Linked DNA regions of Mus musculus: all the other regions are linked to region 1. Evidence: chromatin contacts called from public Hi-C, HiChIP or PLAC-seq and promoter capture Hi-C data. All regions are on one chromosome and are shown on one strand. Each heading gives the region's core, a stretch centred on a gene start, on an enhancer-like site or on the middle of the called end of the contact. The rest is flanking DNA. Distances are from core to core; before and after follow the strand shown.

What was found. Promoter capture Hi-C pulls out the DNA fragments that hold promoters and counts their contacts. Hi-C and Micro-C count contacts between places; a contact is called where the count stands out from the background. HiChIP or PLAC-seq counts read pairs in DNA pulled down with a chosen protein or histone mark.
Region 2: an H3K27ac HiChIP or PLAC-seq map of extraembryonic endoderm stem cells shows a contact between it and region 1, with 5 times the contacts expected there. The contact joins the enhancer-like site here to the promoter of Cyld in region 1. A contact is called at or near these places in 3 of 39 promoter capture datasets (cranial neural crest, hippocampal neurons and stem cell-derived epiblast-like cells), 2 of 115 datasets of contacts at active chromatin or transcription factors (embryonic stem cells and extraembryonic endoderm stem cells) and 1 of 9 other capture datasets (embryonic stem cells).
Region 3: a Hi-C map of reprogramming fibroblasts shows a contact between it and region 1, with 2.8 times the contacts expected there. The contact joins the promoter of Heatr3 here to the promoter of Cyld in region 1. A contact is called at or near these places in 14 of 39 promoter capture datasets (the 3T3-L1 cell line, the C10 cell line, the HPC-7 cell line and 9 more), 7 of 484 Hi-C or Micro-C datasets (B cells, CD8 T cells, Th1 cells and 3 more), 6 of 115 datasets of contacts at active chromatin or transcription factors (effector CD8 T cells, embryonic hindbrain, large pre-B cells and 3 more) and 3 of 9 other capture datasets (adipose tissue, liver and macrophages).
Region 4: a promoter capture Hi-C map of embryonic stem cells shows a contact between it and region 1. The contact joins the enhancer-like site here to the promoter of Cyld in region 1. A contact is called at or near these places in 9 of 39 promoter capture datasets (the C10 cell line, the HPC-7 cell line, cranial neural crest and 5 more), 1 of 15 datasets of contacts at CTCF or cohesin (the NIH/3T3 cell line), 1 of 115 datasets of contacts at active chromatin or transcription factors (large pre-B cells) and 1 of 9 other capture datasets (adipose tissue).

The regions. Positions count from the first base shown.
Region 1 is chr8:88,694,370-88,701,563 of GRCm38.p6, reverse strand. It overlaps Cyld (CYLD lysine 63 deubiquitinase), which reads right to left and starts at 4,536. Exons shown (of 17, transcript NM_173369.3): 1 at 4,465-4,536.
Region 2 is chr8:89,612,415-89,619,608 of GRCm38.p6, reverse strand. No RefSeq gene overlaps it. Among named protein-coding and RNA genes, the nearest start is that of Gm26331, 26 kb to the right of the region's middle. Within about 2 kb of position 2,903, at least 2 of the 459 cell types and tissues checked have an H3K27ac peak or open chromatin away from gene starts, as enhancers often do. A contact at or near this core is called in extraembryonic endoderm stem cells, where this site is marked.
Region 3 is chr8:88,134,082-88,141,275 of GRCm38.p6, reverse strand. It overlaps Heatr3 (HEAT repeat containing 3), which reads right to left and starts at 3,391. Exons shown (of 15, transcript NM_172757.3): 1 at 3,119-3,391; 2 at 2,829-3,001; 3 at 1,297-1,384. The coding sequence starts at 3,256. Mir7071 (microRNA 7071) reads right to left here and starts at 3,070; the gene lies at 3,002-3,070. It overlaps Cnep1r1 (CTD nuclear envelope phosphatase 1 regulatory subunit 1), which reads right to left. Exons shown (of 6, transcript NM_029074.3): 6 at 6,079-7,194.
Region 4 is chr8:88,168,323-88,175,516 of GRCm38.p6, reverse strand. Heatr3 (HEAT repeat containing 3) reads right to left here. Exons shown (of 15, transcript NM_172757.3): 15 at 3,565-4,658. The coding sequence ends at 4,536. Among named protein-coding and RNA genes, the nearest start is that of Tent4b, 28 kb to the left of the region's middle. Within about 2 kb of position 3,121, at least 5 of the 459 cell types and tissues checked have an H3K27ac peak or open chromatin away from gene starts, as enhancers often do. A contact at or near this core is called in embryonic stem cells, where this site is marked.

The DNA.
Region 1 (7,194 bases), core at 3,287-5,786:
TTTTTCTTGATCACTTAGGTATCATTAGGAATATAAATTATTATTAGTGAGTCTCAATATAAAAAGCTGTTTATTACTTTGTCATAAAGCTTTTCATCCTGTTCTCTGGCTCTCTTGCCTGTTTTATAGAAATCACAGTATATACTTAAATGTCTCTCTTGAAATCAGCCATTTTCTGTGGTTTCCTGCAGTCAGCCTGTGACTGTTTTTGTGATGTTCTTGCTTTCCAATTTACTGCTTCTAAACAGTTCTAAGAAGTGAGGTGATGAGCTATGTTTGTGTGTCTGAAAAAGGCAAAGCAACACAAATAAAGAGGAATAGACAAATTCTAGAGAGGTACTGAACACAAAGGTACACAAGGCCTTATTACAAAGAGGTTTTAAGACTGCTCCCAGGTTCAGGTAGTCAAAAAGCAGCAAGTTATTGTTTGGGGTCTCTTTAAAATGCATTTCAAAATTTTTGACCAAAAACATTTCATAGCTATTTTATTTTTAAAATAATTCTTTTTATTTCTAAAATTTCTAAAACTGGGTATCTTTAGATGGTAAATTGGTACCTGCCTATTCTATTAACTCTCTCTAACTTAACAACTAATGCCACAATTTGAAGTTTAAAAAAATTAGTGTTAATGAAACATTATCAAAACAAAATAATTGTATATGTTTCAGGACATTATATTTAAATGAATTTGATCTCAAAAGATAGTACACAGTTTTAAGAATTATATAACTGCTTGGTTTGTAAAAAGGTCTATGGCAATAAACAGAACTTTTCAAGAATATTTTTTAAATGAACTAGACAAAGAATGATGAATGCAACTTGTTGCACAAGTGAACCTGAGTTTATATTCAGTAATAGAATAGGTACAACAGACAACTAAAATAGTCAAAACAAACATTATAAAATATTTTTTAAAGTATTATCCAAAGAGAAAGAGACGTGTGAACCTTCCCGCTTTTAAAAGGAATATATCAAGAATAAGATTCAGGGGGTTGGAGAGATGGTTCAGCAGTTAAGAGCACTGACTACAATTCCAGAGGACTCAGATTCAATTCCCAGCACCCACATTGAAGCTCACAACTATCTGTAACCCCAGGATTTGACACCCTCACACAGACACACATGCAGGTAAAACACTAGTGCATATAAAAACGAGAATAAATAAAATGTATAAAAAGAAAAAAGTATGTTTGAAACACATTAAAATTAATTTCCTTTATTACAAATAATAAAATAGAATAGAGAACTTTGTCTCTTTCTACACACATACCTGATGAAAAACCAAATGATCATTTATCATCTCAAAACATCAGCATCACAACAGAAATATCCTAACCATCTTTTCTCTTCCTGTAGTAATGAATATAATACCAACATTCTCACTCCTCTGGGATCTGCACAGTAGTTAAATAAAGCCTTAGAACCCCAAGCAATAAGAACTGTCTCAAGACTCTACAAAGAGAAACATCAAAATCACATCGTGAGCTTTTTCCAGATCACGTTCAATATTCTGATACAGTCAGTAGACCCTGAAAACTACACACTTTAAGGGCTGATGTCTGCTTTCCACCCATTCAGCTTCCGCTTTAAGTGCAGGTCATGACTGCTATTAGACAACAAGTTCACAGTAATGAGGAGAGAGAGAGTATGAAGGGGGAGATTTTCAACTATACTCTCGAGTTACTTGGCAAATGGAATCATTGTGAAGGTGAATATATCAGGAACAACTCATCTAAACATTGTCCCATGTCTGACTGGGTAACAGTAATTGTGTATATTTTGATTAATTACTGAAATACTGAAAGAAGAGTATCAAAGAGCTGGACCACAACAATGTAGCCTCAAACTGTTCAGCATGACACAAAGATGAAAGGAGGCCTTTCTTGGGGACACTGGAGACGAGGGAACAAAAAAGAATCTATCTGCTTATGAGCAAGTTGTCGGCCTGAATGCTGAGTAAAGGAGGGTTCCATTATGTTAAGATAAAAATTATTAAACTAAATGAGGGTTAAAAAAATAAATGTTGAACAATTTCCAGTGAATGAAATGATAAGATGAACAGGATGCAAGTCCTACAACAAATATTAATGATCAGAATTACCAGGTTTTAAGAATCACAATATGAATGGTCACCAGCTACATAAAAGCGATAATGTAATTTTTCTAGACTAAAACATCTGGATGCTCAAGTGATCAAGATGTACCATCCCCAAGACACTCACAAAGACAGGTGTAATTCAATCACATCTGGCTCTTCTGAGGTAGCCTCCTTGTTCTAAAACACCACAGAAAGCTTTCTAAATCACAATAGAAATTACAATACTAAATACTGCTCAAATCACAAATGGTAAAGAGGTAAGCAGGCTGGCATGGATATGCAAGAAAAGAGCCACATCTTCTCCAAATGCTTTCAGTCAGTTAGAATGACTAACTTAAGAAAAAACAACTCTTACTAAAAGAACAAGTCATTACATGCCTAAACAGTAAATAGAAATACAGAGATTTCAAGACCAGAATAATTTGTGACACGAGGATACAGTCACAAAACCAAGTGGGACTTAAAAGGTTTATTTAATAAAAAAGTCTGGAAAAAAAAAAAAAGTCTGGCTCTTGCATCTGCAGTCACATCAGGAAGACAGGAACAATGCTGTCTCTTGTGAGTTAAACCTAACCACTGGGCTCTAAAAATGTGACTTCCCCACTCCTTGTCTTTCCAGGGACTAGACCAGAAAACTTGATTAGCTTAGATTGTAATGGTGGAAGCCAAAATGCTATTTCCTTGTCCTATTTAAGTGACCAGAAGTTTCTACTATGTTAAAAATAAGAGTCAAGAAATAGAGAAACATGATGTTTGCCTAAAATATCATTAATTCTCTGGGGAAAAAAATCACAATCAATTTTATACTATGCTACTATCCATATAAGTAGAAACAAGTAAGGTGAAATGTCACAATTATGAAACCAGGTTGTTTGGAGCTTCATTTGAAACTAAAAATGTAAGATGACAGTATAAACACCAGGAGCAAAACACTAAGTATAGATTGATGGGCAGGATAATTACTGCTCTTTCTTCATGTATTAAAGACTTCCTTAAATCACTTAACCACAGTTTAGGTATCTTCTGTTTAATATGTCATTTTTACATAACAAGTTCCTGGTCTTATCAGCTCATCTCAAAAGTTTCCAGTCCAAACAAGGCTTTTTTTTTTTTTTTTAAAGAATACCTTAAAATTTTGCAGCAGAACATTAGAGAATGTTCTGGGTACTGTCAACATTCAAATTACATGAACTTCACTAAGAATTTCCAGCAAATCACTTTCCTTCAATACTGTTCTAGTGCAAATCCACCCACTACCCAGCGGGGAGCAGCAGGCTAAATTCTTGGGGCCATTCAACCTACTTGAGGTATGAGGGGGTGTGCAAGAGACTGATGTTTGAATGCACGCCCTCTTGATGCCTGCATTCTTCTCTGGAGCCAATGATTACAAAAATGAGCAATCTTATTAGGAATCCCTGATTAGCCCCAACACAGACACACACAGACACACACACACACACACACACACACACCACAGCAAGGTATGAATGAATGCTCCTCTAAGGAGACAACTTTCCAGGGAAAATCAAAAAGAGGAAGGTGGCGGGGATAGTGGGGGTTGGGAGATTGCAAGGCTTGGTGGCTAGAGGATGACAAACCCCTAAAACATGCAAATGCCAAGGGGTGGAATAGAAAAAGATGCCAAGGACATGAATAACCTGGCAGCTGACCCAGATGAACTCAGTTCCAGACCATGATCATTCGCGACTTGGCGGTCTCCTCCAAGGCTGACCATAATAATAAAAGGAAAAACAAGGTACCTGTCTCAACAGGATGCACCTTCCAACTACACAACTGTGCAAAACCATCCTCTCTCCTCCCCCCTCCCTCCAGACCAGAGAAACTGAAAGAAAAAGCAGAACACGCCATTAGCGAGGCCAGACTGCTCTTCCGGGAGCGGAGCCACCAACACCCCACAAAACAGCACAGACGTGAGGTACCATAACCCGAGATTCTCCCTGCCTCCTGCAGCCGTTGGGAGCCAGGCAGGGTCCCGGCCTCAGTTTCCCCATCTGTCCACGACGGCGGGCCAGAGAGAAAGACGGAGTCCTGCACTGCTCCTACCCAAGCCCTGTGGTGCAGGAGTCCCGCGAGTCGGGAGCCCTCGGGCAGGCTGGAGGTGACAACCGCGGTTGACGTCAGAAGCTCGTCGGCCCGGGGCAGCTAACGGGCGGGCGCTGAGGCCCGACGGTCGCCTCCGCGCTTCAGGGCGCCTGAGGCAGAGCAGGAACACTGGGGACCTAGCGTCAGCCGCGCGGCCGCGCACACTCACCCGCCTCGGCCGCCGCTCAGCGCCGCAGCCCCGGGCTTCAGAACCAGCGTCCCGGGCCGGCCGGGCGCCCCACACCCACCACCCCAGTATTTACCTCAGGCGCGCGGGCCCCCGCGCAGCCGAACCTGCTACCTGGGCCCGCCCCCACCTGCCCCGCCTCCGAACTGCCCGCGGGGAGGGAGGAGCGGAGGCGGAGAGGGTAGATGCCGCGCTAGCCAATCGTATTCAGAGATCCGACCCTGCGTGCGCTCTGATTGGGTTTTCTTGTAACAGACCTTCCTCCAATGGCTGCTGGCAGGGTGCTGGCTGAAGGGACTTTCCGCTCGGTCAAGCTCGGTGGAGGCAAAGGGAAAGCGAAGGGGCGGGGCAGAGGAGAAAGGGTGGGGGCGAGGAGCGATGGCTGATTGGGCGAAAGGCCGCCAGTGTCATGTCACCATTGGCTGAAACCACGCCTGGGCGGGGCGCTGTGCTCTTAGCTCCACCCTCCTTGCGCGGGTCTTGTCTCTTGGCTTAGCTGTCAAAACTAGGGTGGGAAGCGATCCAGAGAAGAACTGAGAATAATTTTCAGAATTCCATTGAAAGAACAAAGCTTAGAATTACACCTAGAGTCAATGTTTTCTTTCTCAGTTTGTCAACATGTAACACGGGGAACTCCCAACCATCCTAAGCCTCAATTTCCTCGTCTGTAGAACGGAGGTGTTAGTACCACCTGTTTTACCGGATTATTGTGAAATGCTATATAGTATCTCCTAACAGTAGACTCTGTACAAACTGAAGCTCTTTCTGTCCTCAGATGGCGTCTGGGACACCTGCTGTTTTTTTAAACTTCTGTGGCCATCCTCTCCAAGGGTGGAGAGAGTCTCCTAAGGATAAAGAAAGGCTTTCCACCCTCTACCTTACCCGGGACTGCATCCCTGGCCACCAGCCAGAATTAAGGGTATAATGAAGGATCTTTCAATTAGACGGAAGGATTCTGACTCCCAAAAGTGTTCAAAATATTTAAAGAAACTCTTTTTATAATCAGCCCCAGAGCCTGGCAGCACATGACTTGCTTCACTGGATAGTTCTCTTAATTAATTCCTTCTCCTTTGACATTTTAACTACTAATTATGGGAGAAGGTGATTAATACTGAGAAGGAGGGGTGTGTGTGTGTGTGTGTGTGTGTGTGTGTGTGTGTGTGTGTGTGTGTGTGTTTAATCATGACACAAATTTCCCCAGTGAAGACTACCATGTTTCTGAAAATCCAAACAATGAAAACCACTAACACAGAAGCAGACAGACACATGGGTGATTGCTAACAGTATTAACTCACAACTCCTCTCCCTGCTGAAATCAACCATGATGAAATTGGTATCTTCTGAAAACTGAAGCCTCAACTCTTTCCTGTCTTTCACTGGTATACATATATCCTGTTCCCAATTTCCCAAGCTCTAGCCACATGATATAAATCAATAGTGACACACAGTGGCCTTAGACAACAACATTCCCCTATAGATCTGGATTCTCCCATGACACTGGCATGATTCAGAGATCCAATCTGGCTGTGTGGGAGAACATTTTGCTTGGCCCCATCCAACAAGGAAGAGGACAGAGTTGAGGAAGTAGACTTGGGAATCTTTTAGTGGGTCAAGCAGACTTATTTTCTCCAGATTGTCAGAGTCCTTCCCCCACTCTGTTTTCTCTCCTCAGATCCTTTCTCTCATGCTCATTGTCCTTAGGCTCCTGGAGATGTGATTTGCCGCTCCTGGCTGAAGCATCTTTATGTCCTTTCTGATAGTGACATCTTGTATAGTTGAATGCTCTGCTTCAGTAGGGTTTGCCACTGCACTATCAGTAACCATGTACCTCACTTATCCCCACCCCCACCCCCGCTGACACATGCTCACTGAATCAGGATAAGGGCCTGACTTCATCCAAGATCACCAGCTCATCCAAACCTTACTTGCAGGCTCTTCTTAGTCGCCATTCCAGGTCAGTCGGTACTGGCTGCCTAGAACTGAGCTGCCTAGAACGATGCTGAAGCTGTGCGTTCAGGCTCAAGAGATAAAATAGCCGCCATGGTCTGACACACAAAAATGATGTTATTGTCATACTAGATACTATTTGCAGTTCTTCATCTTTCCGGTGTCTTGTTTTATGGAAGGGAGATTAAGGTCCAGAGAGGGAAAATAGTTTCCCTCAGTTACACAGCTGTTTCTTCGCCTGAGTTTAAGTGGTATCTCTGACTAAAGTGCTTCCTAGGCCTCCACAATCTTCCCTTCAAGTAAGGCCCAGCCCAAGTGCAAACTCTACCAGCCATCTTTTCAGATGACTCCAGACCCCATTGATAACCTCTTGCTTCCCTGCCCTCAGCCTGTCCCACCCAACCTGGGCTTGGCTCCATGCAGATCAGGTTAAGTAGCTGAGCAGCTACCAGGAAACACATCTAAGTAGAGAACAGGAATGCCTGATCTGCCTTCCTGGGGAAGGGGAGAAGAGTACTGCCCCCACCCCCCACCCCCCACCCCCCGTGTTCCGTGTTCCGTGTTGACAGCTCAGTTACAGTTAGGAGAAGAACAGTCTAAGAACTCTGAGAAGGGAGAGGTGCACTCCGAAGCAGCCTGAGAAGGGCTCCTGCAAAGTAAGAGAGCAATGATGAATGTCAGCAGGGGCTGAGGGAACACCCCAAAGGGAACAGGAAGTGCACGGCATGTTGAAAGAACTGAGAAGGGGAACGCGCTGTCACCATAGCATGCTGCATCAGGGCCAGGTGGGTCCTTGTGCCTAGAGCAGCAGGAAGGGTTTTTAGCCTGGTTGTGTGATCCCAAGCTGTCTCACCTAATC
Region 2 (7,194 bases), core at 1,654-4,153, 920 kb before region 1:
CCACTGGGTCCCTAGAGAGCTGGCTGTAAAGATGCCTGACTGTGGTGGAGTCACTTTTAGCTGTCTGTGGATGTGCCTGAGTGCCAACAAGTAGTCTTCTATTAACACGACTAAGAGAAGGTTTTTCCCCTTAAAACAAAGGAAACTACAAAGAAATCACAAAAACATGGTATGTGCCCATTTAACGTCTGTAAGAGGCGGGAAGTAGATTGGTCTAAGTATTTGGACCTGCCTGCAGGTGATGCGGGTTTTCAGAATCTGCCTTAATGGAGAATAAAATGACTTCTTATGACCCCACATTGCACAACCTGTCTTCCCGCTATATGAAAAGCCCCTCTTTTCTTGACTTCCCTTTAGAAATGGTGCACGGGTTGGTGCATAGTTAATTGTGTTACTACCCTCCAGCCCCGCCCCCACATATGTTGTTTTCAGGAATCAAAGTTATGGTTTTGCCTTGGCTTAAAGGAGTCCTTCCACTAAGTGGTGACATGAGCTTGATGGAATTTCATGAATCTCCTTCTACAGACTTCTCTGAGCAGAATGCTGTAATTGTATTTAAGAGGGAAAATGTGGGTTTTTGAAGACTGGGTGTCCCTAGGGAAGCCTCAGTATCCTTACGGTAGTTATAGACTCATGACTGCATGCCAAAGAAAGGTTTATCAATCCCCAATGAGATACATAACTAAAAAACAGCCTGCACGCTCAGGAGGATACCCCTCTACAAATCTCCATACATAAAAATCTGCATTGGGAACAAAATCAGTTGGGCCTTCTTAGGTGTCTTTTAAGCCCAAGTCACATAGGCTAGATGAATCTATTTGCAAAAAAAATCTGAATATCACAGCTATTTAACCTTGGGTTAAGATGTGGGAGCATCTCATTACTGACAGCCAAATCAAAGATTTTCGGGAAGAAGGAGTTACAGCAGACTCTGTGAAGCAGATGATGCCTGTGGAAATGGAAAGAGCTCTGTGAGGAAAATGTCAGGAGGGTCCCATCTCTCTGTCCTGTTCTCCTCAGCCCTGGACACAGATCTCTCCCTCATTGGACCTCATTAAGAAAATTAGCCCCTCTGATGACAAGTATCCTATCCTGCATGGGACTGACCTAGGCCCTCCACACGTTACAGTTGTGTATCTTGGTCTTGGTCTTCGTGTGGGTTTCCTAACAGCAGAAGCAAGGGCTGACTCTGACTCTGTTGCCAGACTTTGGAGCCCTTTTCTCCTACCAGGCTGCCTCCCGTAGCCTTCACAGGCGAGGATATGCTTATCTACTCCTACAAGCCAGGGCTGGTTGATATCCGTGGAACAGTTGCCCTTTTCTGAAGAGAAACAAAGAAGGAGTTGATGGGGGTTGGGGGCCGGGTGGGGCACGGGCTCTGACTCTATCTCAGAGCAGACAACTGCCATTTCCTAAAAGTTAAAGAAGTATATATGGCACTCACAGAGTGTCTCTGCTGGGGGATGGTTGCTAAAGGGGACAGGACTGAGAGGAGAGGAGGAAGGGGAAACTGTGGTTAAGATGTAAGAGTAATTAATTAACTAGTTAATTAATTAATTTAAAAAAAAGAGGATTCACCCCCACTTCCCTGAGTTATATTGTGTTATTCTTTGAGGAGTTCTGAGTTTGCCAAGATCTGATGCTTGGTACCAAAATGCCTGAGTCTGGGGTTCTTTGTCCAAGCAAAACTTTTATCCTGGAGTTTCCTCTGTGCCCATGCTAACTAATAGTTCTGAGCAAACAAACAGCAATCCTTCATCCTAAGAACTGCTGAAGACAACACAGATTCCTAAGCAATCAGCCACTCACCCTGTGGAACATGAGGCTTTGACTTCATCTCAGAGCAAGCAACTGCCATTACCTAAGAGTTAAAGAGGTACTGATGGCACTCACAGACTGTCCCTGCCGGGGGGAGGTTGCCAAAAGTCACTCATGATAAGGAAGTCCATTTCCCTTGTTCTGAAGCACATTCCAGGCAGGTTTATCACATCAATTACATTCTTTATTTCCTTTGTGTTTCTTCTTACAGTTGTATCTGATGCATGTGCAGACACACAGGCAAAGTCTTATCTAGGGCTTGGAGAAATAGCTCAGTGCTTAAGAACACTGGAACTCTTCCATAGGACCTGGATTCACCTTCCAGTACCCACGTGGTGGCTCACACCACCTGGAACTCCAGTCCCAGGGGTTCTGATGCCCACCATTGCCCTCCGAGGGCACTGCGTGCACATGGTGCACAGACATGCAGGCAGGCAAAACACCCGAATACATATAAATGAACTCTGCGATAGAATGCTTGCTTAGCAAGCATCAGGTTGTAGGTTCAATTCCCAACACTAGATTTTAAAAAAAAGTGAGAGGCTGACCTAGGAGTCTGCAGAGGGGCAGGCTTCAAAGATTCACCTGGGTATTCCTTCTCTCAGGTAAGGGAAGTCAGGAGGCATGTTAACCTGTGGATTATGTAGCTGCATTATTTGAAAAAGGAAAGGAAGAGGTGGGTGAGCGCACAGCTGTGGAGGCATGACCACTGCTTAAGAGTTTCAAAAAATACAGGTAAAGTCACTGTAGAGATGTTTAATGACCTAACTAATATCCTCCAGAGGTAGGCTGTTGATCAGCCAAGATCAGTCCACACCTTCCTTAGCCCCATGAAGTTTCCCAAATCGACCCCAAATTCTACCACATTCATTGTGGATATAACTTTGGAGAGTTTCCAGTCCTCGGCCACCAACAAGGACATTAGACTCTTTTTGTTGTTATCACAAATTCCTGAGGCAGACTGATTTAGTAGAGAAAGAGATGCCTTGTCATAGTTTTGGAGGCTGGAGGTGAAATCAGCACAGTGTGGTCTGAGCTGGGCCTCCTCCATACAGATAGGATGAGCCATTGTGCAGCTGCATTCTTCACTGTGGGTTGGAATGATGGAAACACACATGGGAGCAAGCAATCCCATAGACCTAGGGGCAGAGGAGAGCCTGCGGGAGCAGCTTAGGCTTACGTAACATCAGCAGAGACTCCAGTGAGTAATACCTTAATGCTATTTGAAGCAATATCTCCACTTCCCCTCAAAGAACCTAAGATCTGTTCCTATCATTATCTCCTAAGGGTTCCACACCACCTTTAAATACTGCCATCTTTAGGATGTAGCTCCTAATACATGAGCCTGTAGGGTAGGAGGAGGGTGACTAATAATATGTAACCACAGCCATGGTGTTGTGACTGTTCCCTGGTTCAGGCTTCTAGTGGGAGCAGTTCTCTGGCCCCGTGGAACTAACTGATGGTAGGGAGTCTCCATCTGTTCCCCCCATCATCTCTGATATCCTAGCTCCAGCGATGGGAATTGCTTGTGGGGTATGCTGAGGAGCTGTATAATCAAAAATCAATGATCCAGACGGAGGTCTGTTGTTCTACAGCTCAGCTGGTGTAATATTACAATGCCAATCCTAATGGAGTTACATAGAATCCATCAAAATACCAGGATGCAGGGGTCAATGAGAACGGCAATGCCTCACTTCCCGGCAATTACCACTTATTACTGGGGCAGAGCCTTCCCTCCACTATCCAACTTACTTCAATAAATAATACTGGGCAACCCTGCAGGGCAGTGAGGGGAGCATTGTTCCGCTGTTGCGGCTCCATAGTCAGATCAATATCTCGTTCTTTTGAGACACAGGTGAGAACCCCTGAATCTGGCTGCAAACAAAGCCCCTCTGCTTATACTTTCAGAATTATGATGTATTGTTGCCCCTTTCTGTCTTCGGTGTCAACAGGGGTGTCAGGGAGGGGGGGCTCTGTCTCCTAACCTTTTCAGATATTTACACATTTTCCCTAAAGAGGGGAAAATAAAATGTGTCCTGAAACTTCTTATGTTCCTGCTTCATTGGCTTTTATTCACTCTACTTGTTTCTCTGGGTTCACTGTAGAGCTTTTCCCACCATTTGTATTAAAGGGAAAATCTAAGTAACTGCGGTCTCCTAATTGTAAGAGTTGGCTGTAGAAAGAGGTGATGTGGTCTAGTGATTTGCTGGGAGAAGTCTGGGAGGCTTAATGAATAATGACTCTCCATCAAGCTGAACCTTTTAGGGGCTTAGAAACCAGCATAGACTGAAGTTCTGTCCTTTTCTTTCTCCTCATTGAGACATTCATGCGCATGGAGGAGCTCTTGTAGTAAGTACCCATGCGCAGGCACAAACTGGAGATTCAGTATGCTTTTCCTTTGACACAAGCCATTCCATGTGGATTTCATGTGCAGGCCCAGAAGTCAAGAAGAACATGGATGAACTTTGGGACCAGGTTGAGCAGCCTTCATGATCTGGTGCTCTGACCTCAGTTCCATGTCTTAGTTTTCTTGTCTATAAAATGAGCAAAGAATAATTATGTGGATCTGGAGTAAAGTGTTCGCAAGTTTCTCACTTAATACTTGTTAATTTTCATTGAAATATGTATATATATATATTTTCTAAAACATAGAAAATTCATCTTTGCTGTTACTAATCAAGTCCTAAGTTATCTACTCAGTGATAATCACTAAATTGTCCAAGCCTATATTTTGTTCATTGCATTCTTCTGTCTGCTCATTCTGTCCAGTGAAAGGAACACTTATGTATCATGATAGCTTTTCTAGACATAGCTTTAGGGGACTATTTCTCAGTCCCATCATTCATGACCTAATCACGACAATATCTAGCTATGTTGCTCTGTTCCTAGCTCATGTGACCATGGCCAGATTATACCTCCCTTCTGATGTCTATGGCCCCTAGCACCCTACCAGAAAAAGATACTATTTGGCCATGTCACTAGAATGCAGGTATCTCAGGCAGGATCCTTTTTTTTTTTTTTTTTTTTTTTTTTTGCATCCATGATATCACTACACAGTCCTCTATACCACCAATATTGTGGACCAAATCCCTTTCAGTTGTCATAGTGACTGACTCGATCATTGTAGGACATTTATCAGTATCCCTGACTACTGCTCACCCTCTAACATCCTTACATTGTGGCAATCAAAATGTCTCTGGACATGGCCAAATAACCCTCGTGGGCAAAATTCATCCCCAGTTGATAACCAGATCCAGTGAAACGCTTTTGCTAAGAGGAATAAGCAATAGTAAGGTTTTATAAGACAATAGTAAGCTCTGCTCAATATTAAGTGACTAGACATTTGCTTTCTAGACATTTCTGAAAATGGATTTTTTTTCCTTTAGTAAGTGAATTGATTGTCTGAGCTTTGAGACTCAACTTCTGGTGATGAAAAAGACTTTATAACAAAAGCTAGGGAGCATGTTCAGTGTACCTGAATGGTGAAGGCTCTAAGGCGATTGCTCACACAGCTGGTCTACCTTGTAGCCTATGGGAGCTTACAGACTGTTTTGAGAGATCTGGTAGTGGGAACGTATCCCTCAACCCATTGTCTTCATACCAAAGGAAGCCAAGGAAGACAGAGCACAAGCCGCTCAACCCTGACCATAAACATCCCACATCCCACAAGCCTTTCTTGACAAAGTAAATCTCCCAAGCAGGGGTGCCTGGATAAGGAACATATGTGACAGCAGTCTGTTTCCTCCATGTCCTGGCTAGGAAAGGTTTACAGATGTAAAAACAAACTCATTATCTCCTTCCAGACTGAGTAAGTGGCCAAATACAGAGGTATAAATTACCTGGTTCACCTTCTCCTTGGAGGATGTGGAGAGACAAACAGATTGCCCTTCTCTGTTCCAATTTAAATGGATCAGAGAGTTGGAGAAATGTGATAATTCACCTACTCCACTGAATGTGAGCACCTCGTAAATTCCGTAGTTGGTTCTTGTACGACCCTTTTCTTATGCAGTATGTCTTCAGCAGCAATAATTACATGACTGCTAATGGTTTCCTAGTTAGAGTTCTAGTTTTGGATGAAATATAGACCAGTCTGAAGCAGGGTGCCCATGCAGAAGCCTTGACAGCTACACATTAGTGTTCCCTGAAGTCCAAATAAGGAGGAAGACTGAGAATCTCCAAATGGAGGAACGATTATATGTAGTGTCATTTCGACTTGTAAAGCTAAGTTAAGAAAGAAAAAAAATGCTCACCTAGAAGCCTCCAGAACCATTTCCAGGATTAGATACAGCCCAATTCTTTAAATTGCAACTTAAATATCATGTCTTTGTGGCCTTCTATAACCCTGACCCAACATTGTTCTTCACCACACACCTTTGGCTGTGCTCTCTGCTTTTCCATTGCCCTTTGGTTTCTGCAAGTAATTCCAACACCCTCAACCAATGTCTGGAAACATAGACAACATCAAACTCTGTGCATTATCATTTTCCTTTAACTGTGTAACCATGATAAAATTAGATATTGTGAATGATGAATGACTAAAACAAAATAGGAAATTATGGCAAAATTTCCCCCAATAGGGTCTTTGTCTATTGCACTTATAGTCTCTGGTAGTGGAGGTAGCATGATATCAACATGATGAAATGAACTGAGGCAAAAGGCATAGGCTCTATGATGTGGTGTTATGCCACATGCCATATAAGGGTCACAAAGACATGATCAATGCAATGTCTGACATCAGTCTGACATCAGACAGGACCACTGTGTGACTGATAGGCAGGTGTAGATGCAGCCTGCATACCCTGGACACAACAATGCCTTATTTCTCTGACAGGGAGCTATAGGAGGATATATCCTGTCACTACAGATAAACACTTTTAACATTATGCATTGTTTGTTTCTATAATTTTTTATTTAGTATTTTTAGATAGCAGTCAATTGCTGAGAACTGGAATTAAAATGCCAAAGTCTAAGTAGTGATGGGGGAGTAGGACCTGATGCCTTACCATGTTATCATTCATTTTAGCACTTGCTTTCTGGGTATCGGCTTTGTTCCTATGTATATAGTATATTGAAGAAACCTAAAAGATCACTCATTGGGATTTTCAATAAATGCTCACCTGGGAAAACTTAGAAAAAGAGTGGACTTTGTCATGCTGACCTGTCCACTTTCCCAGTAAGGACAAAGTGGAATAGCTTCTGTTGACTACAAGAACCGATGTATAAATTCTGATGAACCTGAGTAGCTCAATTCTGGCTTCCAGTCTCCCCATTTGTAAAACACAGAGGATAACATGAAGTTGTCATGAGGATGTAAGGAGATATCTTGGGAAAAGGGTGCTGGAGAGGCATGTTTACCTGTCCTCACTGGGGCTTGGA
Region 3 (7,194 bases), core at 2,142-4,641, 560 kb after region 1:
TACATCCCTTTGGCAAGAAACACAGATAAGAAAGGTTGTCAAGGAATGATGTTATTTGTCCCACACTTTACATGAAAGTATAAGACCAATACAACGTATTTCCCCTAATATAGTAAAAGTCAGAATGACAGAGGGTGCTGATTTAAAGCGAATAAATAAATATATATATATATATATAAAAGAATAATTAATTTATATTAAAAGAAACAGAATGACAAAGGAATACAATAGTTAATATCTGTACAACATCCCCTAAGTACTATTCTGAGCATTTTACATATATTTACTAGTTAATCCTCACAACAAACTTGAAGCAGCTCAACTATTAACCTTAACCTCCCAATATTCGTATGAAAATAAGATAAAAGAGGCTCCTGAAGACACAGCTGAGTGTATGGTAAAGCTGGGCTCTAGCTGCAGACATTCTAGCCTCCAACTGGAGCCCCGACCTCTGTGCAGGGCTGCTTCCTAGCACAGAACAGGGCACTCTCTAAAAGGTCTTCTGAGTCTTAGACGTCTAATGGGAGAATGCCCTCTGCAAGGAAGGAAGTTCTACAGCATCCCTGATCTCTACCCAACTGGGTGTCCCCATGGCACAGCCACCTGCAGCGCAGCAGCACTGCTTGTAAGGGAGCACTGACCAAGGTCTCATAGCATCAGTGTAAAACGGACAAAAGGCATGGCAGACTGAGAGGAATACAAGAGTCCAGTGTCCTTAGCCAATGAGCTACAGCATGTAACATGAATGTACATGTAACACGTAACAATGAGTCTAACATAGTCTTTGTAAGTTCATAACGTCTGTCCTTGGGCCCATCAGCACAGTATGAACTAGTATAAGAACACCTGCCTTGGATTTGGATACAGATGGGTGGTGCTAAAGCACCTGCCTGGTGGGAGGCACAAAGATCTGAGTTCCATTTCCAGCACCACAAAAAAGAAAGGGAAAAAAGACTTGTCCCATAGGACCACTGTGAAGATTAAATGACAGGCACACAGGAGTGAGCAGTCAGGGAACGGGCTTGAGTTCTAAGGGGGTAAGTGTGCATATCTTTAGAAAGGGCTCTTCTAATCATAAAGGTGGCAGAGACACAAATAATAGAGATTGGTATTACTGGGGCCTTTGTACCGAGTTTCCAGGGGAAAAAATAAAATTGTCACAGGGTATTTAAAGGGACACATAAGACGACACCAAAGTATTGAAAAATAAAAAACAAACAGACAAAAAACCTCCTAAACCTGTCTCCTAAAAACCACACAGAAGTCATCACTCAGGCTATGTTAAATGCCACATACCTCTCTCAGTAGTGCCACCAGGGGCGTCATGATGTCCTTTGCCACCATGTCATCACAAACGTCAAAACCTCCACAAGCACTGAGGTTTCTACATAAGAAATGTAAACACATTTTACTTTCAAGTCACATCTCACAAAATGCTGCTAAGCCCTGTATGTCTAACCACAGTTAAGGTTTTCCACAGGAAAAAACAAAACAAAACTGTATTTGTTATATGCTAGAGAGCAAGCCTACAGATTTTCAACTGTCCTGGTCCTCAGCACATCAAATAATTCATTGTCTTACACTGTTGTGTTGCTTTCAAGAGGCAACATGACCAGGGCAACCCTTATAAAGGAAGCATTTACTGGAGGCTTGTTTGTAGTCTCAGAGCCTTAGTCCATTGTCATCGTGGAGCATGGTGACATGCATGGCACTGGAGCAGTAGTTGAGAGCTGTATCTTGATCATAGACAAAGATGTTGGGCCTGGTGTGGGCTTTCTGAAACCTCAAATCCCACCCTCAGTGACATACTTCCTCTAACAAACCCACGCGTACTCCAGCAAGGCCACACCTCCTATTCTTTCTCAAATAGGAGAACTCAATACTAAGTGGTCAAATACATAAGCCTATGAGGGACATTCTTATTCAAACCATCATACCCCTAATAGTAGTCTCTGCAATTACTACTAGTTGTATTTATACATATAGTAATTATTTGGTTAATAATAATCAATATATTCTTAACACTAATCTTACTCAATAGACTTAAGATTTGTTTATTTATCTGGTTGGTTGGTTGATTTTTTCAAGACAGGGCTTCTATGTGTAACAGCCCTGGCTGTCCTGGAACTCACTAAGTAGTTCAAGGTGGCCTTGAACTGGCCTCGTCCAGTGGCTGGCACACAGGTGCTCCATCCAATATTTATTAGACTGAAACAATACACACAGGCAAATCTGTAAGAGCACAAATACTAACTTTCTGTCCTCTCTACAGTTCATTAGAGTGGCTTTTGCTTTTTGGCCTTTTTGAGATAGGATTTCTCTGGGTGACCCTGGATGTCCTGGAACTCACTCTGTAGACCAGGCTGGCCTCAAACTCAGAGATCTGCCTGCCTCTGCCTCCCTAGTGCGGGAATTAAAGGTCTGTGCCACCATGCTAGAAGGTCTAAATTTTACTGAAATTCAGCCCAGTCTTTTTGACAGTTTCCAGACACCCTCTCAGTGGAGCGCCTGCAAAGAGATCTTACATGCTGAAATGTCAGCTGTACTTGGAGCCCAGACTGAAAGACTATCCTATCAGGGACTCTATGGTGGGTTTTGAGATGGGGTAAATGTGCATGAGGTTTGATGGTTGGTGAAGCGCCAGGTGGATACAACAAAAAGTGTGTGAGCCCCGGGGTCCTTCGGTGCATGAATTCACATCTCCATCCACTGCAAACCTGAGCTAACTGGCATGTTATTATTCCCCCAGAAGTAGAGAATGCATCGGGCGAGGGTGTCCCAGGTTTGTTTGCTCGCAGGGACACTGCCTCGGGCCCTCTCGGGCTCACCTCAGAGCTCCGGCCGCCGTCTCCCTTACCGCCAGACTCGAGTCCAGCAGCAGCGGCCCGAGCCGGCGCACAGCATCCCGACGGGCTAAGTCTGGTAGTGCGGGCCGCTGCTGCACTAGCCGGGCCAGTCCCGCGCAGGCGCACTCGCGGACCTCGGCGCTCGGGTGCTGGAGCTGCGGGAACCGAGACGTCAGAGTCGCGTAGTGAGCACGCGCGCTGCAGCACCTCGCTCCCGGGCCCCCGGGCCCCCGGCCGCCCGCCGCCCGAGCCTGGCCATGCCCTCGTCCCACCTTCTCCAGAAGCTCCGCCGCGGGCCCATCGTCCTCCTCGTCCCCAGTCCCGTTCGACGCGGCCGCCGCCTCGGCCTGACAGCTCTCGATAGGGGAGAACTGAGGTCGCTTGAAGCGCTTCGTCCGACTCTTACCCATGGCGACGGAGGCTGCAGTGACAGACCAGAAGAGGACGACTGCAGCAGCCGTCGTTGGGGCCCACCGGGCCCGTGGCGACTTCCAGGCTCGACGTTACTTGGCGTCTCCCCTCAGCGGGTCCAATGTGACGGCCTGAGCACACATGGAAAAGCAGCACGCCTGCGCAGAGGGCGGGAGCAGGGACTGCGCGTGCGTGTAATGTGATGTGGGCGGGGCCATCCCTGACAATGGGTGGAGCCCTGGATGTCCCTGGGAATGTTAACACACCCATCTCATTTCCATCGTACAAACGTAAGGCTTCTACAGAAATTCAACTGTACGAAAGGCAAGTTCAGCCAGCAAGATGGTGGTGGATCTTGACTTTAATCTCAGTACTTTCTTTACCATTCTTAGGAGCCATTCCTCAGCCACCCATAGGTAATAGTTTTAGAAGAAGCCTAGTGACTTTCAGCCAGTCATTTCATTGTGCTAGGGACTGAGACAACATAAAAAAGTTTCTCATAAAATATTTGTCTAATAATTTTTTTTAAAATGTGTGGTATATGTGTAGGCACACGTGCTGCCTCATTCGGGTGGAGATCAGAGGACTCCTCTGAGGAATTGGTTCTTTCCATCAACAACAGTTCCAGGAATCAAACTCTGATTTTTCAGGTTTGCATGGCAAATGCCTTTATTTGCCGAATCATTTCATCCTTTTTTTTTAAAGGTTACTATTTTTTTTCAAACATCTGTTTGAAATATAGCCTTCCTAAAAGAGACTCTTAAGTATATTTTCTAAAAACTTTTGGTGGAGTCCTGTAGTTGTTTATTTATTATATGTAAGTACACTGTAGCTGTGTTCAGATACTCCAGAAGTAGGCATCAGATTTCGTGACGGATGGTTGTGAGCCACCATGTGGTTGCTGGGATTTGAACTCAGGACCTTTGGAAGAGCAGTCGGCACTCTTAACTGCTGAGCCATCTCACCAGCCTGTAGCTGTAAAAGCCACTTCAGAGTTTGACATCATGGCATTCTGCTTCATGCTACCAGCACGTCCTCTATAAACCAGGGAGCCTCCTCTGTCTTCCTGGAGCTCTCCTGAACTAGTCTTAGGCCTGGGCAAAGGATAGCTTAAGTTTAGCGTTCCTTGAACTGATCATTTGGCTATCACCTGGGGCATATTCTCAGATCTACTTAAAATTCCTTCTGTTATAGGTAGGGATGTATTCTGGAAATGGGAGATATTTAAAAATGCCCCACTTATGGGGCCTGGTTTAGTGTCCTCATTCTCCTGCTGTCCCAGCAGACACATCACCATGGGCCCTTCATGTATTTTGTGTGGCAGTTATCTCTGAATTGTCCCTGTCATCAAATGTGTGCAGGAATGAGCCTCAGCAAACGAGTGATTGCCTAGCAAGTGCCAGGCCCTGAGTTCCAGTGCCAGAGTTTCCAAAGTGTGCAAACAGAAAAGCTATCCCTATATGCTGTCCCTGCTAGCCTGGGAGCTCCGTGCAGGAAAGGTGCATTAGACTCTGTATTAGCAGCGTGCAATAAGGCTCTAGAGCATCTGCTCCTTCAACCTGCTACTGCCCTGTCTCACACTGCTCTCCACTGTGATTATGTAGTCATCTGAAAAACTAAGCCAGATTCACCAAGATCATATGAAAAAGGAGATGCTTCTCTATTCACAGACTTTAAAGTTTGTGAAACATCAAAGGAGTGAGAACCATTTTGATTGCTTCAAAAAAGAAACTTACTTCTGAAAGGGAAGTTGCGTTGCGTGTCTTCAGAACAGTCTGGCATTAGCCCGTTGCTCTCACTGTCACTTACCTCCCACTTTGCTGATTATGTAAATGCTGCCAGCTCTGAAAAGTTGCTCTCAAATGGTCTGCTGCCCAGTCCACTCCACACGATTCATTCATCCTCAAGCAAGTCTATCTGCTCGCTCAAGTCAAAGTGCTTACTTGCTATGCCTTAGGGACTGCTCGAGGAGCTAGAAATAATAGCTATAGCCTGGTCCTGGCATCGTGGGTTTTACAGAGCATTGTAGCTCTAGGCTGCCGCTAACAAAGTTACTGTAGATGTGCATGTTTAATACTTATACTGACTGGATGGAGAGGCAGGAAGATCTCTGTGAGTTCAAGGCCAGCCTGGTCTACATAGTGAGCTCTAGGACAGCAGCCAGGGCTACATAATGAGACCCAGTCATGAAAAAACAAAGCAAGCAAACAAACAAACCAAAAGGATAATTATTCTGAGGCTGGAGAGATGGCTCAGCACTGGCTACTCTTGCAGAGCACACAAGCCAACTTTACATGTATATCCAATTATATCTCTTCTAGGGGAGAAGAACCAGGTTCTAATCAAACACTCAAAGGAATTCCAACCCTAAGGGCCTTAAATTTTTCTTTGGCTTTATACTCTTGGAGGAAATTCCCAATTCAAGTCTGTAAGAGCCATGTAACAAATGTAAAAAATGATGTGTTTCTTGAGTAAAAGCCAATCACTATTAGATCATGAATAAGGCATGAGGAAGGCTAATAGTCTACAACTGCCATACCTGCAACTGTTTGGTCTACAAGGCAGAATTACAATAAAATAGGAGCTGGAGATAGCCTAGCGGGTAAGAAGCAGTAAAAGCACTGGCTGTTCTTGTAGAGGTTTGGGGTTCAATTCCTAGTTCCCACATGGTGGCTCACAACCATCTGTAACTCCAATTCCAGGGGAGCTGATGTTCCTTTCCTACTTGCACAGGCCATAGGCACACAACTGGTACACAGATATACATAAAGGAAGAACTCTCATACACATAAAGCTAAAGCTCAAGGAAAATATCTAATTTGGAGTTAGCTTGTATCTGATACTTAGAATATGTTTATTTTTTTATAGTTGCAGACACAATAAACCAAAGAAAATCTCTAACCACTAGTTATATATAAAGTATTTATTTTTATACACATATTTACCTACAAAATTTACAGAAAATGAAACAATGCAAAACACATAGAATACCCTCTTAGAGAGTTCTTAGAAGCAGAGGGTTTTATTGCTGCAATTCAAAGAATGTGATTTTATACCCAGGAAAGTAGAGATGAATACATGTAAGTTAAATGGCAGCTTTGTTAAACGATTTTGTCCTGTTATTCAAATTTAGTTTAATGTTGGATGAAATTTAACATATTGCTCATGAAATAATTTAACTTTCTCAAAATCTTCTAATAAACAGGTAAAAGGCACCTCTAGTACTTTAAGCATTTACAGCAATTCCGACAGTTTTATTTTAAGGGCTACTGTAGTACACGTGGCTGTTGCGCATACACAGTATGCCATCAACACTCTCCAGCAGAGAGAGCTGCAGGCTCTGGTTTGTAGTGTGGTTCTGTGTTACTAGTGATGGACGGGGCCCATCAGCTACACCAGGACGGTATTAGTGTAACACGTCTACCACAGCATAAAATCCAGTCACCTGAAATAAGGACTGTCAAATTCCCAGATAATACATAATTTTTTAACTTGTACATTCAGAAGAGTTTGGGGTGTTTTTAAATTTTTTTTTTTTAAAAAGTAATTTAGTGTTAAATGAAAACAATTTACTGAAAAGTATAATAGTTGCCAGAATCTAGTATCAGGCTTAACAAAAATTGTCAAAACATCTATAAATTTTTCAACATAATGGAGATGAGATTTGCTCAGTCTAAGTGGAATTTGATGTTGTTCCTGCAGTGCAATGGGAAGAGGCATTATGAATGAAAGGCACACGTAATAGCCAGTTTAAGGAGCTGTGGAGATGTCAAGCAGATGGTTCCTCAAATACTGGTGCAGGAGAACAAAGTCCAAACATTTTCCTCTTGGTTTAACATTGGCATTGATTTGCTATTTACAATAGTTTGCAAAAATACATTATAAAAACTGAAGGAGGTTTGGTTTCTAAGTTTAACTTAGTAATACCCACATACTT
Region 4 (7,194 bases), core at 1,872-4,371, 520 kb after region 1:
GCAATCAGAAAACAGAGAGAGAGCTAGCCAGGAGTGGTCTGTGGCCTTTGAAACTTTGAAGCCTGCCCACAGTGACACACTTCCTCTAGCAAGGCCACACCTCGAAAGCCTTCCTTCCCCCAAACAGCCACCAGCTAGAACCAAGTATTCAAAGGCCGGAGACTTAAGAGGGACATCTTTCAAACCATCACACTGTGAATCTCTAATGACCTGAGTTCAGATGAGATGCCTTGATCCCACGTTTCAAAGAGAACCAGACTCCTGAAACTTGTCCACTGACCTACCCACATAATACAATAAATTAAACATTTATTAAAACGTCATAAACCTGATTCTGTCTGCAGGGAATGGGAGGCAGAGATGCTGGGACCAGTTTGGAGCAGTAGGGCTGGTGTGTTGGGACGTTTGTTGATGCCAGTGCATAACTGCACTGCTGAGCCTGGTCACCTCTGGACTAAAACACAATTATTACAGTAATTTCCTTTTTGGATTGTTTATTGCTGTTTTAGACACCGTTCTATTGCTTTGAAGATACACCACAGCCAAGGCAACACACTAAAATTCTTCTCTGAAACCTCACGGACCAGGCCCCTACAGTTCAAATCACCCTCAGCACCACTGTCTTCCTTGCTGCTGGATGGCCCATAAGCCCTGCTTAAAATGTCCATTTGCTTTTCTAGTCGAAAGTCCCAAAGGTTCCTTATTCCTCCAAACAAAAGCATAGTCAGGCCTATCAACAGCAATACCCCAGTTCCTGGCACAAACTTCTTAGGGCTTCCATTGCTATGAAGAGACATCATGATCATGGCAACATTTCTAAAGGACAACATTTAACTGGGACTGGCTTGCAGTTCAGAGGTTCAGTCCATTACCATCATGGCACATCTGCTATGTCTGATAAGACTTCCAGGGACTGATTACAACGATTACCAGACTGCCATGTCTGCCCAGCCTTTTATGTAGTCCCAATGGCCCCTATGGAATCACAGAGAGTGACATTATATGAAGGAGATGTGTCACAGAGGGTGAGCTTTGAGGTTTCAGAAGCTCAACTCAGGCCTAGTGGCTTACTTACTCTCTTCCTGCTGCCTCTGGATCTGGATGTGGAACTCTCAGACCTGTCCAGCACCTTGTGTGCCTGGATGTTGCCATGGTTCCCACCATGCCAACAATGGACTAAACCTCTGAACTGTAAGCCAGCCCAATTCTAAAGATTTTTCTTCCTTTTCTTCCTTCCTTCCTTTCTTTCTTTTTTAAACTTGCTATCCTTTCTCTCTCTCTTTTTTTTTTTAAGACTTATTTATTTTATGAATGTGAGTACACTGTTGCTGTCTTCAGACACACCAGAAGAGGGCATCAGATCTCATTACAGATGGTTGTGGGCTCCCATGTGGTTGCTGGGATTTGAACTCAGGACCTCTGGAAGAGCAGTCAGTGCTTTTACCTGCTGAGCCATCTCTCCAGCCCAATATTTTTCTTTATAATAGATGCTGTGGCTGCAGTCTATTTACAGCAATAGCAATCCTAACTAAGACACTAAGTGTCATGAAAAAGTACGAAGACTTTAAAATCCTAAAGGACCCGAGTTCAGACCACACCCCCACATTAGGTAGCTCTTGACTGCCTGTAACACTAGTGCCACAGGATCTAGTCATGTACACACATGCAAGCACAAATGAAAAAAAATCAATCAACCAACCAACCAAAAAAACCCTAAAACCAGTTCAATACTTATGAGGTGGAAGATGGATCAACAGCTGAAAACCAGCCCCAGCTACAAAATACATTTGATACTAGCTTGGGCTAAATGAAATCCTATCTCAAAAAACAACCAAACCAAACAACAACAACAACAACAATAAAAAACTTAGAAAATGAATAATCTCATATAGCTTTGTACTCTAACACTTTAAATAGTTTGTAGTTGTGGGGTACAATTCTTGATCTTTTTTCTTTTTGTTGACTTAGGGTTTCTCTATGTAGCCTTGGCTGTCCCTGGAACTTGTTATCTAGACCAGGTTAGCCTTTAACTCAGAGATCTGCCTGCACCTGCCTCCTGAGTGTGGAATCAAAGGTATATGCCTCCACTCCTGGCTTCCAGAAGATTTTCAAATAAATTACTTTATGGGTTTTCTTTTTTTGATGTGTCTAGCTATGTAGCCCAAACAGGCTTTCAACCCGCCATCTTCTGGCATTAGTTTCCTGAGTGCTAGGATTACAGGCATGTGCCTTCGTCCCTTCTAAAGATTTCTCTATGACACTTACCCACGGACAACCCTGGCACAAACTCCATAGCTTTTGTGTAAGTTACAACTGGGGAGTGTATCCAGGGCTTTTTCACTTCCCTGCTGCTACAGCGACGAAGCTGAACGGGAGCAGCTGAGGTGGAACCACCCATGCCTTAAAGCCTAGAAGGCTGTAGCATGCACATTTTCAGTGCACCACCCGACTGTGCGCTGGACTGCAGCGTGACCAAACCACCTTACAGCTTAAATAAAACAAACTCTCTCACTCACCCACCCACCCACCCACCAAACACCATGGTGTGCCCTGAACTTGACTGTCTGTCTGCTTTGTTCTAAGTCTAGGAAGCATGGCATGGGAAAGAACAGAATCAGAAACACTACTCTCTTTCTTTTTTGGGGGGTGGGGTGGGTGGGTGGGGTTTCAAGACAGGGTTTCTCTGTGTAGCCCTGGCTGTCCTGGAACTCACTTTGTAAACCAGGCTGGTCTTGAACTCAGAAATCCGCCTGCCTCTGCCTCCCAAGTGCTGGGATTAAAGGCGGTTGCCACCACGCCCGGCTACTACTCTCTTTCAAACAGGTAAGACAAACACTTGAGGCAGACTATCTGTGAAACTAATCTTGAATTTACTCTTTAGCTTAGACTGGCCTTGAACTCACGTATAAAGTTCCACTCTAGAAAAAAAAAACCCTTTTAAAAAAACACTTGGGTCAAACACTTGGCCGCAGTGGTCACGCACAGCCATCCAGCTCCTCACCCAGGAGAATAAAGAAAGCCTGCTGTGCAAGGCAGAGCATCTCCATTTCCCACCCCACCAGAAAACCTCACTATCTCTGCTTTCACCATCTCAGTGACTCCTCAGAGCTGATAAATAATCCTGGCTTCCTAACAGCCTGCTCTGCACAGGGAAAACTGCTCACTAGGCCACAGTGCACATGAATGAATCCTAGTAAGTGGTCCATGCAGCTACAGATCTAGGGGAAATTACAGCCTACTTTGTGCTTTGAGCTTGCTTCTGATCACTCTGGCCAGGCAGAGGGATGGATTCGGGAGCAGCCCAGGGCGTCCCCAGACAATGTGGACTACAGTCCCAGCATGAGCCCTATCTGGTACCCTCCTTTTTTACAGTAAGGAGAGGTCATCAAGAAAGTCATGCTGCTTTCCTTTGTAAGCTCTGACACGAAGCAAACTGCCTAGGAAGGCGGATACTTAGGCTATAAAAAATAATCTGTATGACACAAAACATCCAGTTAAAAGTTATTTATTCAAAAATATTTTCTACTAATTTTTTCTTTTCTTTTCTTTTCTTTTCTTTCTTTCTTTTTTTTTTTGAGACAGGGTCTCTCTGGCTATCCTGGTGCTCCATCTGTAGTCCAGGTTGGCCTTGAACTCAAGAGATCCTCCTGCCTCTGCCTCTGAAGATCTGGGATTAAAGGTGTGCACCACCATGTCCAGCATTTTCTACTAATTTCTGATTCTGTATCAAATTAAGACAGGAAATGCTGTTACCCAGAGTAACTGCTCAGACCCCTATACAGAATTCAATCATCTCACTATCTACACAGTGACAAATTCAAGTCATTTACTTCACAAAAGATTCATCATTGGTATATAGTACTTCATGACAAAAATATTTTATAAAGCTTATCTTTACATTTCTGTTAGGAGTTAGCTAATATAAAATGATATTTATTGGCTTTAAAAAAACATCCCAACAATGATTTAATTTCTTTTCTTAAAAAAAAAAAATGTAAGGACGTACTTGTTTGAAGTCTCTTTACTGCCCTTCCATTAAGAACCACCTGAGGGCTGGGGTGGAGTTAGTGGTAGAGCTCACGACACAGGAGCAAGGCCCTGAATGCCGACCCTAGCACCTGAAATGTGGGGCATTTTCAGTGGCTAAAATATGTTGGAGATGTAACACACATTTCCTACAGGTTCTCACATTCAAACTAACACGGAGAACAGAGGCAGTGAAAGAAGGCTTTTGGAGGTCAGGTGTGGTGTTGAATACCTTAAAGCCCAGCAATCAGAAAACTGAGGCAGGTAGACCTCTGTGAGCTCCAGGCCAGGAGGGGCTACCTAGAGAGAACCTGTCTCAAAAAAGAAAAAAAGGCTTTGGAAGCACATATATTCAAGGGAAACCCTTCAGTATTCTCAGCACTAAATCCATCAGGAGAAGCAGCTTCTCTTACTCCTTTTTCCTCAGGAACTAGGGATAGACCCAGGGCTGTTGTGCCAGCTAGGCACGCAGATGCTCAGCCAGCCCTAGCTCTGGTCCTCTTGATGGTTTAAGAAGTCAGTCTTTTCTCAACAGTTTCCTGGTAAGCAATAAACCGTCTCAAATTCATCTTCACATTGTCGAGAACACACAGCTGGTCTGGACTGTACTTGCCCCTCCCTTCTTTCCGTATCTGGTGAGAGAAATTCAGAGAGAAGGAGAACATTATCACCTAACTTGTTATCCACTAGTCATTCACTTACTATTAAACAAGACATTTCAAAGAATATAGTCAAAGTTTTACTCCAGATTAAATAGAATATCGAACATGAAGAAGAGGAAAATGAGAATGTGGCCATTTTTTTCTTTTCCATTGTCAGTGAGGCAGGATCCCTCAATCAAACCCAGAGCTTGCTGATTTGGCTAGTCTCACTAGCCAGCTTGTTCTTGTTCTCTACCTTCTTTTTTTTTTTTTTTTTTTTTTTTTTTCCGAGACAGGGTTTCTCTGTGTAGCCCTGGCTGTCCTGGAACTCACTCTGTAGACCAGGCTGTCCTGGAACTCAGAAATCCGCCTGCCTCTGCCTCCCAAGTGCTGGGATTAAAGGCGTGTGCCACCACTGCCCAGCTGTCCCTACCTTCTGAAGCTGAGATTCCTAGCATTTTGGTGGTAAATTTACAATCTTAACTCCTGCTTTTCACACTTGCATGGTAAATCTAACCACTGAACTACCTCTCCAACTTGTATACACACATTAGAATTATGGTTACAAGCTAATTGCACACGTTTGACCCCAATATTCTGGAAGCAGTGATTGAGGCAGATGAATCTTTGTGAGTTTGATGCCAGCCTGATCTACATGGTGAGTTCCAGGACAGCCAGGGTTGCATACAGAGACCCTATTTCAAAAAAAAAGAAAGAAAGAAAGAAAGAAGGAAAAAGACCAAAGGAGGGAAAAGTTACAGAAATAAGAACCATGGATAAAAAGATCAAAGTTTATGGAAATCAAATCATAACTCACCCCTAGTCTTTTTTTAAAAAGATATTTTTATTTATCTTTAATTAAACTGATTTAATTTTATTTGCATGAACACTTTCCTTATATGTACATATGCATACCACATGAATGCCTGGTGTCCAAGGAGGTCTGAATAGGACAATGGATCCCCTGGGACTGAAGTTAAGATGGTTGTGAGCCATCACGTGGATACTGAGAGTTGAAGCAGGACCTTTGCAAAAGGTCTAACATCTCCAGGCCCTTTCTTTTATGTGTATGGATGTTTTGCTCACACGCATGTCTGGGCACTACATACCCACACTAACCAAAAAGGTCAGAAGAGGGTGCCAGATCCCCTGGAACTGGAGTTGTAAGTAGCCATGTGAGAGCTGAGAATTGAGCCCAAGTCCTTTGAAAGAGGAGACGGTGCTCTTAACCGTTGAGCCATCTCTCCAGCCCAAGCACCAATTCTTAAGATTTCCTACAGAATGGGCTGGTGGGGCCCCTACTGGTACCTCTACTAAGTTTCTGATCTAGGGCTAGTGAAATGGCTCAGAGGTTAAGAGCACTGGCTGCTCTTCCAGAGGTCCTGAGTTCAAATCCCAGCAATCACATGGTGGCTCATCCACCCATAGAGGGAACTGATGCCCTCTTCAGGTGGGCGGATGTACATGCAGCAGAGCACTCATACAGTAAATAAATAAACAAATAAGGTGTGCACAACTAAGAATATTAAAAAACAAAACAAAACAAAAACCAACTAGGTTTCTGACTTAGAGGCCAGGAGCTGGGGGCTAAGAATCCACATTCTGCCATACTATAATAAATGAGATTAACTCAGAATTAAAAAAAATAGAAAACGAGAAGAGTCCACATTCTGAACAAGACACCAGGTGATGCTGGGGGAGGGGAGGGTAGGGGAGGGGACACTCTTGAGAAGTGTGGCTTTAGACAAATTCTCCAGTCCAACTTGAAGCTTCTAATGCCTCCTTTTTACAGAAATGTAAATGTATCTCCATTTTACACAAATGGGCTTTGTTTTAAAACTGTAGGTCATGTATGGTTACTTGCCAAGCTATAAGGTCCTGGATTCCATTTCCAGGAATATAAACCAAAACCAAGATAAAAGTCTCAAATCCCATGCTGTAGACTGGCCTCTGGCTACTAAGAGAGGCCACTATGGCTCTCTACCATAGACAAACTCCAGCAGCGAAGCATCCCACTGCAGCAATGCATGCTCAACAGGAAACCAGCCCCATCAACGCCTCCAGTGGTTCAGGTTGCTTTCCCAGCTCAGAGTTCTCATAAAGCTTTCAAAGCACCGCCTTCTTCCGAGTTTTGCTCTTTCTCTACTGTTCGGTGCTCAGGATTAAAGCCCGGGTCTTACAAATGCTAGACACATACTCTACTATGAGCCATATTTCCAACCCTCATTCATTTTATCTTCTGAGATAGGATCTTATTGTGTTCACCTCCATGCTCTGGGATTAGAGGCTGGCACCACCACATCCGTCTGCAAGTTTGATCACTCTGCCTAATCTGCTTTGCTGGCAGCTGTGGAGGAATGGGGTAAGCTTCGTTCTCCTTATCTCAAAGGCTCCTTCTGCAGAAATCTAAGGCTTTTATGAACAATGCAGACACTGCACACTGGTATAAAAATAGGTCTTAGATAGTATTAAGCAAAAACAAAAAGAAAATTTGGTAATGTTATGCTACTTTTTTTGGATAAGAAAG